2 separate regions of the Aphis gossypii genome follow, and region 2 is linked to region 1. A link is a contact called in public Hi-C data. All regions are on one chromosome and are shown on one strand. Each heading gives the region's core, a stretch centred on a gene start, on an enhancer-like site or on the middle of the called end of the contact. The rest is flanking DNA. Distances are from core to core; before and after follow the strand shown.

Region 1 (7,131 bases), core at 3,228-5,727:
TGCATTAAAAGTATTTAATTTAAGTTTATTGAATAAATCATTTTTATATTATAATATTTAAACATGTATGATGTTTTTTTTTTATGTGCATTTAGAACATCGTGGCTGTTGGAGCTGGTTTTGTTGATGGTTTGAAATTAGGAGACAACACTAAAGCAGCCATAATACGTATAGGTCTTATGGAAATGATTAAATTTGTTGAAACTTTTTACTCTGGTGCTCGACTTGGTACATTCCTAGAATCATGTGGTGTTGCCGATTTAATCACTACATGCTATGGTGGTCGTAATAGAAAAGTGTCCGAAGCTTATGTAACATCAGGAAAAGTAAGTAAAACCTATATGATTTATTTTATATCACAATTATAACTTTTAATTAAAGCTAAAAACAGTAAAAACCAATTTGATTTGGAAAATTATTTTGGTAAATAAATTTGTATGAGGTCTAATTTTCAATTATTTATAAAAACAATTTTTAATCATCTATCTAATATATTTATGAGTTTTATTCAGTATTTTTTGTCATAATATACTATTAATTTAATAATTTATAATTCTGATGACATGTTTTCTATAATTTTCACGTATCGTATTGTTTTGTCTTTTATAGTTAAATTATATGTTATTTAATCATAATTGTTTACCATATTCAAATGACCAAAGTCTGATGTGTTATGTAGTGCGTTTGAAAATTACAATGTCTGTTCTTTAAATTTTCAATAACATAATTTAATTTTTTTATCGACAATTGTTTTGATGATAGAAGTTTACTTTAATTGTTAATTTGTTTACAACAAAATGATTTTAATTAATAGTGATACACTGTAATGGTTATCTTGTTTTCAACAAAATATTTTAATGGTTTTTATTTGGAATTTGAATTTTATTCGAAAATCAATAATGAGTAATTAATAGTAGTCATTACCTCATATTGAACTAATATAATAAAATAAATATAATGCAGGTATTAAAAATATAATCCTAGATCATATCTATGTGTAAATGTTATTCCAATAATATTTAATAGATAATTTAAACTATTTATAAATGAGGAATAAAATGTATATTGAAAGAATACCTGGACAAACTTAATTGGAAAAATATTTAACTATGATTAAATTATTTATTACTAATTTTGAATGTGTTTTATGATTTATTAGTCAATTGAGGAACTTGAAAAAGAATTATTAAATGGACAAAAACTTCAAGGACCAATCACAGCTGCTGAAGTTAATTTTATGCTCAAAAATAAAAATATGGAAAATGAGTAAGATTAAACATTATGTTATTAAAAAAATTATTTATACCTTAATTTATTTTTCAGTTTCCCATTGTTTACAACTATCCATAAAATTTGTATTGGGGAATTAAAGCCTAGCGATTTAATTGAACAAATGAAATTAAATACCAACACGTAAGTTATTTATATACTATAGTCACCTAGCTATTAAAATTTAAATAAATATTATAGTGGTGTATTTATTAAAGATTATTAATAGAAAAGTATAAAGTATTGTTTAAAAATTATGAAAATAATATAATTGATTTTTATTTATACACAATGATTAAAAATATAAAAACTTGTATGTATAAGCAATAAACATGGCTCAATGAAGGAATCAATACCTTGCTATAAATACACCACTTATAAAATAAATATAATAATATGTATGTTACTAAATAGTTAATAAAATAATCATTAGTTTGATTTAAAAGTAAAATTCAATAATTTGTAGTAAATATTGTATTTGTTGAGCTTATGTAACAAAAGTAAAAGTAATTTTCATTGTAACTCTTAATTAGGTGTTTATTTTATAACTTAATATTCGAATAGATTTTTTATTTAATTGCATATTGTTAGAATAATTTAATTGTGGGATTTTAACTAATTTTTCTCATTTATAATTTATTGCATGTATATAAAATTTGTTTCAAATAATCTATTTTTATATTTTACTGCTTATAATGTAATTGTATGTATAATTAATAATTATTAATAATTATTGTTACTATATTTGCTTAATTATTTGTAATGTGAGCAGTACATTTTTATTTTGTTTTTGTATAATTTATTTTTCTGTAGAAAATTTTAATTTCTAATTCCCTAAAATCATGTTGTTGACATAAGTTAGTTATATTTCATGCATGCTATTCACTAGTTTAAAATAAACTACTAAGCATTTATATAATTTTACAGGTCTGACAAATTAAATCTGGATAAATGTAACCTGTAGGAATCATATTCATTTTTTTTGTTTAATTCAAATACAAATTTAAGTTATGTTTAATAAATTTTTATTGTTTTATTTTATTTTAGAAAAACTGAACAAGTTGATGGAGAATAAATGGGATAGTTGTTCCAACATTGTTAGGTTGTCATACAGTATGATTTTATTTCTGCAAGAGTTAGATACTATATTTATACAATATATACTCACAATTCACATCAATGTCAAACTGTTCCGAATCATTCTTGTTAAATTTATATAATGTAGGTATATTTATTTATGTCATATGTGTCATTTTTAATGTTAATGTCTGTTTTTGCACTACCTCAAACAAAAATGCACCAATTTTAAATGTTACCAAGTTTTATTGTATTAAAGCTATTCATAAAAATATAAATATATACATAGGTTTTATTAGTTAAAATAAATAAATGCCTATTACAGTAATGAAACAATTATCAACCCAGAGGTCACAATAATAACTAGTAACAATATTTCTTTAAAACTGCTTGGATCATCTGCATAGCGATTTTTGATGGTTAATCTTCGTTTTTTCATTTCAAATAATGGTATAATAATATTTAATATATCTGGTATCATCAAAAAGAGGTCTCTTATCACCTAAAAACAAAACTATTGTGAGTAATTTATAAACAATAAAATTAAATCTATTTAAAACATCAATCATTTTTTAGATAGTAAAGTAATGGCATTGGGATATTATTCAGAATAAATCAAAAGTTAAAAACAAATAAAACTAAAAAAAAGTATGCATCAACAAATTCAAAGAATAGTAAAAATATAGAGCTAGTTTTGCTTATAGAACATTTAATTTTAGCTAAAACTTGATTTCATAAGTATGCAAAATAAAAAATAAGTATCAAGTACAAATTCATAACTAAAACTGATAATACTGATAATTCATGACACGCTATGTATAAGTGTATAGCGTATTAACAGATAATATGTACCAAACATGATGTTTTCTTAGTATGAACTTGTATTCTAATGTATAATTAATAGAGTAGATTAATCACAGTTAAGCCGTATCATGTTGAACATTGAATGAGGTCATTTACTCGATACCAATAATAAATACTTAGTAAAGTTGATTAATTAACATACATTACAGATTAGATTAAATATAATACATCTATATTTTATTTTACTATATTTTAGGCTAACTTTTAATTAATTTGTAAAAAAATCTTACTTGATGTGCAAATCCACTTCCTCCAATTACATTAATAACAAACTGATCGAAGCCAGCAGCCAACATATGTATTAAGCCCACAGCAATGATAGAAAACAAATGGAATTTATTTATTTCTTTTCTGCGATCACATATTGTGTACAAAATACCAGTGGAATATAGTTCAGTAATGGTGAAGAATATCTGATGATTCCATTGCGAATAAAAATCGTCGTTCCAATAGTTGACAAACGACCACCTTGAAAATATTGCATTGTCAAAGCTTAGCAGCTAGTAAACACAGAAATTTATGCGAGCTGCGCATAACTAACCACGAGTAATAGTGAGAGAACATCGACAAAATAAACAACAACATCATGTTGTAGCGTATCTGCTTGTCGATGCACAGCCTGACAATGTTTTTCACGCTTTCGTACAGCACAATCGTGCATACAGCCGTAATCGCCCAGATTTTAAACATATTGTCTGTAGCGTTGAAGTACATATGTTTATATCTAGCAACACCTGCTTCGTAAGGACCTAAAACAAAAATTTCGTATTTGAAAACCAACAACCTATTCGTTTTAAAATCCTCTGTACAAATGTACGCAGAATTACCCATACCTTTGAACACAGTGTCCCAACAGGAACACGTACAGTGTTCCTTGTTGACGTTTACATTGAAGTCGCTCCAGAATTTTTCCAGAATCAGTATGTGGATTGCTGGTAAGAAGACGGGTACGAGGAGCGCTATGCATTGTGTTTTTTTTGACGGGACATTGGTCGGTGTGGTCAACATCATTGTCATTTATATAAAAAAAAAAATGACAACTTCCTACCTACTAATAGCCGCTACATACTGCGTTAAATATAAACATTAAGCGACTGGTCTGGAATTTTCCGAGTGATGGGTTTTTGTGTGACTATAACACAAAAACACACATTTACATTTGTTTGCGTTGTACACTTGTACACGCATTTGACGCATAAGTCATTACGCATGTCTCATATTGAATTTTTGGTTTATATTAGGTATATAAGCATAATCACGAAGGATCGACTGGCGACTAAATTCTGTTGACTGTCGTGATATCAGATATATTATTGTTTATAGGTAGTATAAACATGTCTGATAAGTGATAACCATTATCACACTTCATAACAGTCGTAGCTCGGAATGTCCGAGTCCGAGTACTCGTGTAACAAATATAGTGGAATGTGGATTCACACATTGTGACAAGTCAAAAGACAACAGTTACATAAATTTTACATAAACTAGTGAAAAATAACGTCGAACTACCAAATGATTGTAAAGGCTAAAGGTCGAAAACTCAAGTCTAGTGTTTAGTCAAATTTCTCTGAAAATAAAACTATTTAAAAGAGAATAACTAAGGATAGGAAATCTCAATTTAGACCTGTCTAAGGTTTTAGTGAATAAATGAACAAAAATTCTAAATTAAATTTTACATAATATTATTTATGCGTTCAAACATAACAATTAAACTTATGCGAATAGATATTTTTTGTAATATCTAAAATAATTTCCAGGCAGTTATTCAATTATTACAGTGGTTTAAAATTTAAACATTAAAATCGATTCTAATTATTTTAATCATAATCTGAAATAGACCAATATAAAAATTATTTTATAATATTTCCATTAATACTTTATAAAAACATCAATGAATTAATATGGTTCAGAGTTTCTGAGCCTATACAATTATACACTATATAGATAACATGATAATCACAATTTACAAAGATTGCATTGGGTGTTATAAATGTTTAGAGTAAATTTATCTCTATATAATAGAGAGTTAATTTTAAAATTTTAATTTTGTTGTTTTTTTTTTTCAGAAAAATGTAATACTATGCTGTAGATTAAAAAATAGTATTTACAAGTTTTCCTTCAAGTTTTGATATGACTGAATTTTAAGAATTAAAATTTTGTATAAAAATATTAGTAATTTATAAAAGTTTATATATTAAAATTTTGTTTGAAAAGAAGCATCTACATAATATTCAAAATCCTTATAGATTTTACCATAAAGCTATTTTGAACTTTTAGTTTAAATTAAAATAAAAAAAAAGTACAAACTTATAATTAAGTAATGATTAAAATTTGTTTTTATTATATTTAAATAAAATATAATAATAAATATGATTGTAATAATTAATATTGTATAATTTTAATAACAATTATTGCAATAGTCAATTTAATTTAAAAGATATCATATATAATATTATTTATAAAAATGTAATTAAATAATAGTTATACCATTAATTATACAAATAAAAAAAATAAATGTTTATTTGTGTACAATGTGCAATATTTTTAATTTAACACTTAACTTAAATAATATTAGTATATTTTTAAATTAATGCATGAAAATATTCCATACTAACGTGCAATTAAAATGAATAAAAGTAAAGAAATATTCAACAGGTCTATTTTACCAATTTATAATGATTCTATATCACTATATCATTCCCCATTAATTACGAATTGAATTAATTTATAGTTCATACATTAAATATAAAACACATGAAATATTATAGTCATTACACATACTAGATAATTATTGAAGAACACTCGCTGAAATAAAATATTTAATATTATAACTAATTTAAAATCTACTATCTTATCTTAATTAAATATTAAATACATAAATAATTCAAATTCAATTTTAAATTTAAACTTAAACTTATTTTGTTTATAGCTCTTTAATAAAAATGAACATGTTGTTATATTATATTATATATTGTAGTAATAATAAATTCATATTAAAGCTATTAATAATTTAGTATATGTAAACATGCTTTATTTACAGCCTTCAACATAATTTCCTGGGAATAAGCCTGTGATACCGTCCATTACACCTTCCCACCAACCATCATCATTTTTCTTTAAGACATAAATAACTGAATTTTCTTGAAAGCTTAATTCATCGTCTTTGTCAGCATAATAATCATAAATTGCAATTACTGAAATATAAATTATTTATTATAACTTAATATGTATAATATACATGACTAAGAAATTTCAAACTTACCTTTTTCCAAATAATTCTTAGGAACCCATCCAGGAAGATCAGGTTCTTGGGGCACAATTGGACCAGCAGCAATATGACCAAAATGATCTTCTGGAGGTGGTGGCAATGGTGGAGAAGCTGATGCTTGTCTAGTATGTTGTTGTTGAGGGGAAGTGACTACTGCAGATGAAGAATGATATTGAGATGAGTTTTTTAAAATACCTGGTAACTGTGAGGTATTTGCACGGTAGTGGTCAGTAGATGTTAGTTGGGGAATGTTCGAGCGATAATGATCTGTAGTTGGCTGTTGTGGGATATTTGAGCGATAATGATCAGTGGATGATTGTTGAGATAAATTTGAACGATAATGGTCAGTAGATGATAATTGCGATGTATTTGAGCGATAATGATCTGTTGATTGTTGAGATATATTTGAACGATAATGGTCTGTAGATGACTGTTGAGAATTATTTGAACGGTAGTGGTCAGTATTTGATGAAAAAGGAGCCTGATGGAGATGATGATCCAACAAATCTGGTCCAACTCCCATTCTTGTATTTAATGTATGAGGAGATGGCGGAGCTAAAATATAATAATGATTAATGATTATAGATTAGAGGTAAGATTCATAATACAAATTTAAAATTACGTACGAGGCATTGAGTTTAAAGATGAAGGCT
Region 2 (7,131 bases), core at 2,770-5,269, 190 kb before region 1:
TTGGCCATTTCCTCGATTTTCAAAAAATTTAACTTCAATGAAATCTGAGACACCTATGCTCGTAACACTATCTGTTATATCTTGATCAGTCGTCCACTATAAATTGGATTCATAAATACATTAAAACTTAATAAACGATTGTAAAACACTAACTAAAATTGATAAATACACTCATTTCACTTACCCATGTTAAATTACCAATATATAGTTGGTATCGGCGTCCTGTAGTAGAATTATTAGCGGAGCTATTAGTAGATGAACCATTTGTGACTAATGGTGTGCTATTTTGGTTATTCGCACTGGGAGGTCTATCTACTGGTTGTCTTGTCTGAGCACTATCGTTTGTTCCAGATATGACATCATCATACAAATCTACATTATCATTTCCAGCAAAATCCTCCTAAAATAATAGAAAACATATAATAAAATAACAATATAAATACTAATATCATGAATTTACAAAATATTGTAACTAACAATATTATTGTTTATGGCTAAATAATATAATGTCAATAAACTAGTCCTAGTAGCACAAATGTATTTACCACCTAACAAAATTTATCATAAATAGTTTCAAGTTATTCCAGAGACTTAGATATAAACAAATAGGTATAAACAGAAGTATATATTATAAGAAAAATTAAATTTATTTAAACTAACTTTAAATAGATAAATATTAGATACATTTCAAAATATAGTACCTACCTAACTAAATTTCTATATTTTTCATAACTATTGTAAAACATGAAATGAAAAATCATTAGTTTAAATGTTTCAACATGTTAACTTATGTTACTATTTTAGACTTCGAGAAAAACTATATATTCTTCTTCAACTTGGATTATTTTATCATACCTAGGCATAGGTATAGCTATATTTTTATTATACTTAATTAGATAGGTAATTACACATATGCCTATAACATAATATTTTATCAAAAAAATAAAAATAAAAACAAAGAAATAGGTAGATAGATAATTATATTATTTTTACTTTCTTATTTCCAAGATTGTACAATTAATATGCAATGTATCAATGCAAATACCATTAAAAAAAAAATGCTTAAATTTTTTTCATAATTATTATTTTAGCACCTATGTATTAATATACATTTTAGTTTGAGGCAGAAAAGCTATTAAGAACTATAAAAGATGAAATATAATAACTTGATTTTTTTTTTTACTACCTAGTAATTATTTTTCAAAACACAAAAAATACGTACACACTATCAACATCTTATATTTCTATTATTAATCAAATATTTAAAAGTAATAACATTATGCTTCAAATAATATGAGAAGTACCTAATTCAGTAGCATAATGTGTATGAGATAATAATTAAGATTTGTATGATTTAATTGTAATTTGTAAGGTAGTAAAACCTATAACCATATATTTAAAAATAGAGACTTAATTCACAAAACTTATTGAGTAAGCATGTTGGGTTTTGCAAATGAGAATGTGATAAAAAAATGTCATCAATGATGCGAGAGGTTTGGGAAAACTATCAACTACCAAAGTAACTTTAGTGACACCCTGGTCCATGATGACAAGGGTTAAATCACCAACACAAGAGGAATTATCGGACCCGAGAAACATGGCCTGGTATGTCCCCGATCAGTGAATTTGACATGGTCACGCGCGTTAGACATCACGTCTGGACTAGTGGCAAATGGGTGGGCTAATAGGTGAGAAAATGAAAGAATATGCAGAGAGAACGACAGCAACCGTGGAATGATGACATGCATAGGTCTCATGCAAAGGATGGTAGACAACTAAGTAACAGACTAATATTCCTATGAAGTTGTCGAATCCGGCAGAGGATAAATACGCTAGATCTACCGCCGCTACCGACCGGTAGACGCGCTAACAGTAAGTTCAGTAATGGAACTAATGGAAGACGCGCGTGCTTAACACAAGCACGACGTTGACGACGAATTCAAGTGGATTAGTAGTGTTTTACTGTCTTACCTGGGCGAAGTCTTGTTCCAAATCGTCGGCGTACAGATCGATGTCCACGCCGTCGGCCATTTTTGTCATATTATCCGGACCAGCGGATTATGGAGAACCTCGACAACGGCGGCTGTAGCGGACAGACACAGTCACACACACAGACGCGCCGCACGTACACTGCGCACGCGCAGAGTCCAAAAACTTGGTGGTGGGGGTGTTGGACGCCGAGCGAGGAGGTTTTTCGTTGTTTACGAGGGACGGCGCCGTGCCGCCGTTATTAGCTGCAGGATGCAGCCCAGCCCGCAAAAATATTATTTTGTTGTTAAATCGCGGCGGCATGCAGTGCGGTAATACCAGCGGGAGACGATTATTGTAACCGACACGGAATTATCTAACCGTTGGCCACACCGTCAATCACAAACAACAACAACAACGCGGTCATTTAAACACTGATAATAATTAATTAGTATTTTACTATTTAGTATTTACTATTTACCACGATTAAAAAATGCCTATACCAGTAACCAATTTAACTTGTTAAATTAATAAAATATATTTTAAATTGTGTTATTCACGCATAAATGTCAATAAATGATTAATAATAATATATCACGGAATACACTATAGACCGTAGTCCCCACTTCCCAGTCATGTTTTTACGTCTTTGACTTATTAATTATTTTAATAAATCTCAAACATATAATAATATAAATTACCTATTGTAAGTTTAGAATTATAATTGAGACTAAAGTATTCAGTCTACTTAATACTCCATTTGACAAATCAATTAATAAACGAAATAAGGTACCCTTGAAAACTATTACCATTGAGAGGAAGCTTCAGATCCAATAGAATAATATTACAGTATTACATATTTACATCCCTCCCAAAGTAGCTTTAACAGGCCAGACTTGACGTCTTATAATAATATGATGGTCAGAAAATTTGACTGAAATCAATGGCATTACATGTCAACAAAATGAAAGTACATTTTACAATTATTATAGGTAGTTATTGTAAATTTAGGCTCATTATAATTTTGATGGCAAGTAGGGTAAAAAGTGCTAAGACCTTTATTTTGAACTTCTGAGGAGGCTTAGTAAAATTTCTATCTATGGAGAAACACTTGTCTTTTTATCGGAAAGAAACGGCAACGTGGCAATAACGGACAAGAACATCATCGATAATAATGTTAATTGTTAACGTGTGACATGGTCACGTGGACTTTCTGACCATCCTGACAAAATGTCAGCATGCCGCAATGCATCATCTGATATCCCAATAATTTCTAACTTTAAGTTTTCTTTTCGGTGTCACACTATACATTTCTGTGATGTTTTGCAAGCTTAATTTTGAATTTTTTAATTACTTTTTCCACCTCAAAATCCAAAATTCACAAAATAAAACCCATGAATTAACCGGCCCCATGATTGGTTTACATTTGGTGAACAATTTATTTATCAAAGCGCATACGCGGGGACCAGGATTTTTTTCTTACAAACTACAGCGATACTAACGTTGTCAGTCGCTTGCTTTAGAGATGTCATATTGTCATTATGTCGTTCGCGAACGAACGGACCTAATTGAACGAATCAAAGTAGTGATATCAGTATATCACAGAACAAAATATGAACGATATGATTCAGATCGCCGAAACGAGGTGATCCGAATCACCTGATATTTTTTTTCGTTTTGGTTCACACTGTCTCTTCCTAATCCCGAACCGAGCGAATCACGAACGTGAATCACCGTGTTTGATCGAAACAGTAGAACTGAATATTCCGTTCAATAATTTTGATTCATTATAGGCTTGAAATAATCCATCAGATCGCGAATGGGTCTTTAAGCCGTATCTTTTTGATGATCTGAAAGATTCAGATAACTTAAATGAACCATAATCCCATCCCTAGGGCTCGCTTCGCTGCTCTTGGACAAATAAAACAAAAATATCCCTCGACTTGCTATGCAACACCATCTTGAGTTGGTTAATCACAGAAACACTTGTCTTTTTATCTGAAAGAAACGGCAACGTGGCATTAACGGGCAAGATCACCGTCGATAATAATATTATGTTAAAGTGTGACATGGTCACATGGACTATCTGACCGACTGACCATCTATTCTGACAGAATGTCAGCAATCAGCATGTCGAAATGCATCATCTGATATCCCAATAATTTCTAACTTTTAGTTTTCTTTTCGGTGTCACACTGACAACTTTCAACGACTATTTTCACGAACAAAAAGTCAAAAATTCAAAATGGGTTTGTTTCATTCTTCGTTGTTTTAATGTCAGTATGTCAGTTACTTAGTTAACGGTTCAAAGTTTAAACTTCAATTTAGTGTGGCCGTACTAATGCACTCTAGTGTTGTGTCTCATTCTAGTGCTTCTTAGTTCTTTTAGTTTTTTCTATTACAGCGGTAAACGAAGTTCGATCTTTGGTGGTTGGACAAATAAACGATTTTGGTGTTTACTGTTAATAATGTTAATACTATAGACGGCTCATTGTTTGACTCATTCAGTGACGTTCAATGGTTCAGTGGCTCAGTCGTTATCCATTGAGAAATCGAGTCTTCAATTCTTTATTATATTGCTCGAACATTGATGTGAATTTTTGTGTTTTATGCTCTAAGCCTCTAACCTTGTAGGAGAAGTGATTTTTTGGAGATAGTTTTCGATTGTGCGCTATAATACGTTATACGTCTATTATACTCCCACCTCCGTTTTTGTAATTGTGAATACGTACCTCCAACCTGTTCGATTACGTTGAACGAATAGGTACAATCATTATTAATATTTCTTATGCGTTTTGAACGATATCATAATGCGTTTTAAGAGATACCTACGAGTTTAACCGATACATTTGTACATTATTAATAGTGACAAACTGACAACTTATAATGTATGTGTATTGTTCATGAAGAAGTTGCAAATAATATTCCATAGACATAAATACAACTATATTTATATGCCTTTGTGATACATATACCAAATAATTACTAATTAGTCTTCGACGATTTCATTTCTACGCTTTCGTATTTTCGTCAATCATGATGGACGGTAAGTACCTATCTATTTAATTATACGAAATTATTTTTAGTACTTATAAAATTTTTAATGGATTTCGAAAAAGATAACATTTTATAATCAGTGTTTGATTCATATGTATATAGCATAGACCTATCAACTAGTTTATAGGACCATGGTATACCTATTTTACCTATATTTTTATTTAGTTTACAAAACCAAATGATTTAATGAATCTATTCCGATATATTATATTAAAGAATAATTGAATAACTTAGTTTTAGTAATTATTGAGCTATTACAGTTTAATACTAGTAGCTAATAAATAAAAAAATTTAAAAAACTTAGTTTTTTATGTAAATTTAAATTTTAAAGCATTTTTATGTTTATTTAAACATAAATATTACAAATTTATGCACTCCTAGTTTGTAGTAAATATATAAAATAGTAAACTTAACATAATTCTTATAATTCAAATAAAATTGATATTGCAATCAAAACATTTAAATAAATTGTTATTTCTGCAATCTGTTGATTCATTATGATCCCTACAATTTAATTTTGACTAGTAGGTACCTACTTATGCTGTACATAATTTTTAATATAATATTATGTATGTATATTTTTTTAAATTGTTGAATTTATATTTTATAAAAAATATTTAATTTATAATACACCAGGGATGGCCAAACTTTTTTTGGTCACAACTACTAAAAATATACTTAACTTTTGAGGATCGACTTCCATAGAAAAAATTTATTATTGAATAACTAATGATAAAAAAACATTTAGGGCGCGTGGCTCTAAAAATAAATTCTAACATAATTGACTTTGAAGTTATCCGTGATCGACTTTTTGGCCGCCCCTGTAATATATTAACATATTACAAGGTCCATGTAAATCTTAAAGGAAAAATATAATTTTTATTTGTTATTTGTGTTATCTATAATATATAGCTATAAAACAGAATTAAATTTTTTTATAAAAAGAATCCGATACATCAAAACAATAAATGTTTTTAAATTTTGATCATAGGTGCAATTAGCCTAATTTTTTGGGGTGACTAAAGCATGTATATTTAAAAAATATACAATATAATATATATTTAAAAAATATACATGCTTAGTACCACAGAATTTAAAAATTACTAGTAATTACTAGATTAAGGTCGGGGGGACTAAATACCATTTAACATTGAACATCGATGTTTAAAATATGGTCCTTAACTTAAATGCCTATTAAAGTACCTTAAAATTTCCAAAAAGGAAAGTTAATAAATGTTTATAATTATTTCTTAAAATCTAGTAATCCACTGTCTGTTTATTATAATGCATATTTTGTATTAGTTTAATATAATATATATTATAGTATCTACCTATAATAATAATTTATTATATTTTAGAAATTCAAACTTGGTGGGAAATACCAAGTATTGTGCATTTTTGTGAAGTTTTCACTCTTATCACTAAAGATGTCAGTCGAATAGATATTAATGTAAGTACAGAATGTTTTGTCAAAAATTATATTCAATTTAATGAAGAAAAAAAATTAACAGTACCTACTTAGTTTGAAATTATTTTATAAAAATTCATGGGACATGTTCATAATAATTAAATAAACATGATAGACTAAAATGTATATAACTAAATATCTTAGAAAACATTTAATCTTACACAATGAATATTCAACTAGATTTTATTATAAAAAAATAAAGTTACTATTTAAAAAAAATTTACAGGAATTTGAAAATGCAATTGAAGAGAATTCATATTTGTTGACTGATATGGCTATTCGATTTACTAAAATTTGTGGTTTTTATGACCCAGGCACAAATGAATGGTGGAGTATGATGAAAAAAATTTTTCAAAGAAAATGCATTGTAAGTGCCAACATATTAATATGTTATTAATTTTTAAACATTATTTAATAAATTAAATTGTTTCAAAACAGTGTATTGAAGTAGATTTTACACACTTTCATGTATATTTTTCATATAGTTAAATTCAATTTCTATTTTGTGCTTTTTTTTTTTTTTTTATCAAGTTTATTATTTTTATTATAAACTTAATTTTCTTTTATCTTTCTCAATTTCTCAAATTTTATGATTTTTTATTTGAAAAGCAAATAATTTGTTAAACACATAAAATATT

Evidence for each region. Hi-C and Micro-C count contacts between places; a contact is called where the count stands out from the background.
Region 2: a Hi-C map of whole body shows a contact between it and region 1, with 4 times the contacts expected there. The contact joins the promoter of LOC114129814 here to the promoter of LOC114128885 in region 1. A contact is called at or near these places in 2 of 2 Hi-C or Micro-C datasets (both in whole body).

Annotation. Positions count from the first base shown.
Region 1 is chr3:43,099,552-43,106,682 of ASM2018417v2, reverse strand. LOC114128885 reads right to left here and starts at 4,477. Exons shown (of 4, transcript XM_027993489.2): 1 at 4,044-4,477; 2 at 3,752-3,959; 3 at 3,441-3,678; 4 at 2,573-2,848. The coding sequence starts at 4,227. The coding sequence ends at 2,666. It overlaps LOC114128875 (abl interactor 1), which reads right to left. Exons shown (of 6, transcript XM_027993478.2): 4 at 7,105-7,131; 5 at 6,473-7,033; 6 at 5,524-6,404. The coding sequence ends at 6,241. All of the region lies in intron 1 of LOC114128857, which reads right to left. It overlaps LOC114128881 (glycerol-3-phosphate dehydrogenase [NAD(+)], cytoplasmic), which reads left to right. Exons shown (of 9, transcript XM_050202659.1): 5 at 1-10; 6 at 96-326; 7 at 1,160-1,266; 8 at 1,324-1,413; 9 at 2,317-2,659. The coding sequence ends at 2,344.
Region 2 is chr3:43,289,752-43,296,882 of ASM2018417v2, reverse strand. LOC114129814 reads left to right here and starts at 4,019. Exons shown (of 5, transcript XM_027994659.2): 1 at 4,019-5,014; 2 at 6,384-6,475; 3 at 6,720-6,860. The coding sequence starts at 5,005. It overlaps LOC114129808 (cleavage and polyadenylation specificity factor subunit 6-like), which reads right to left and starts at 2,181. Exons shown (of 12, transcript XM_027994649.2): 1 at 1,972-2,181; 2 at 185-400; 3 at 1-96. The coding sequence starts at 2,040.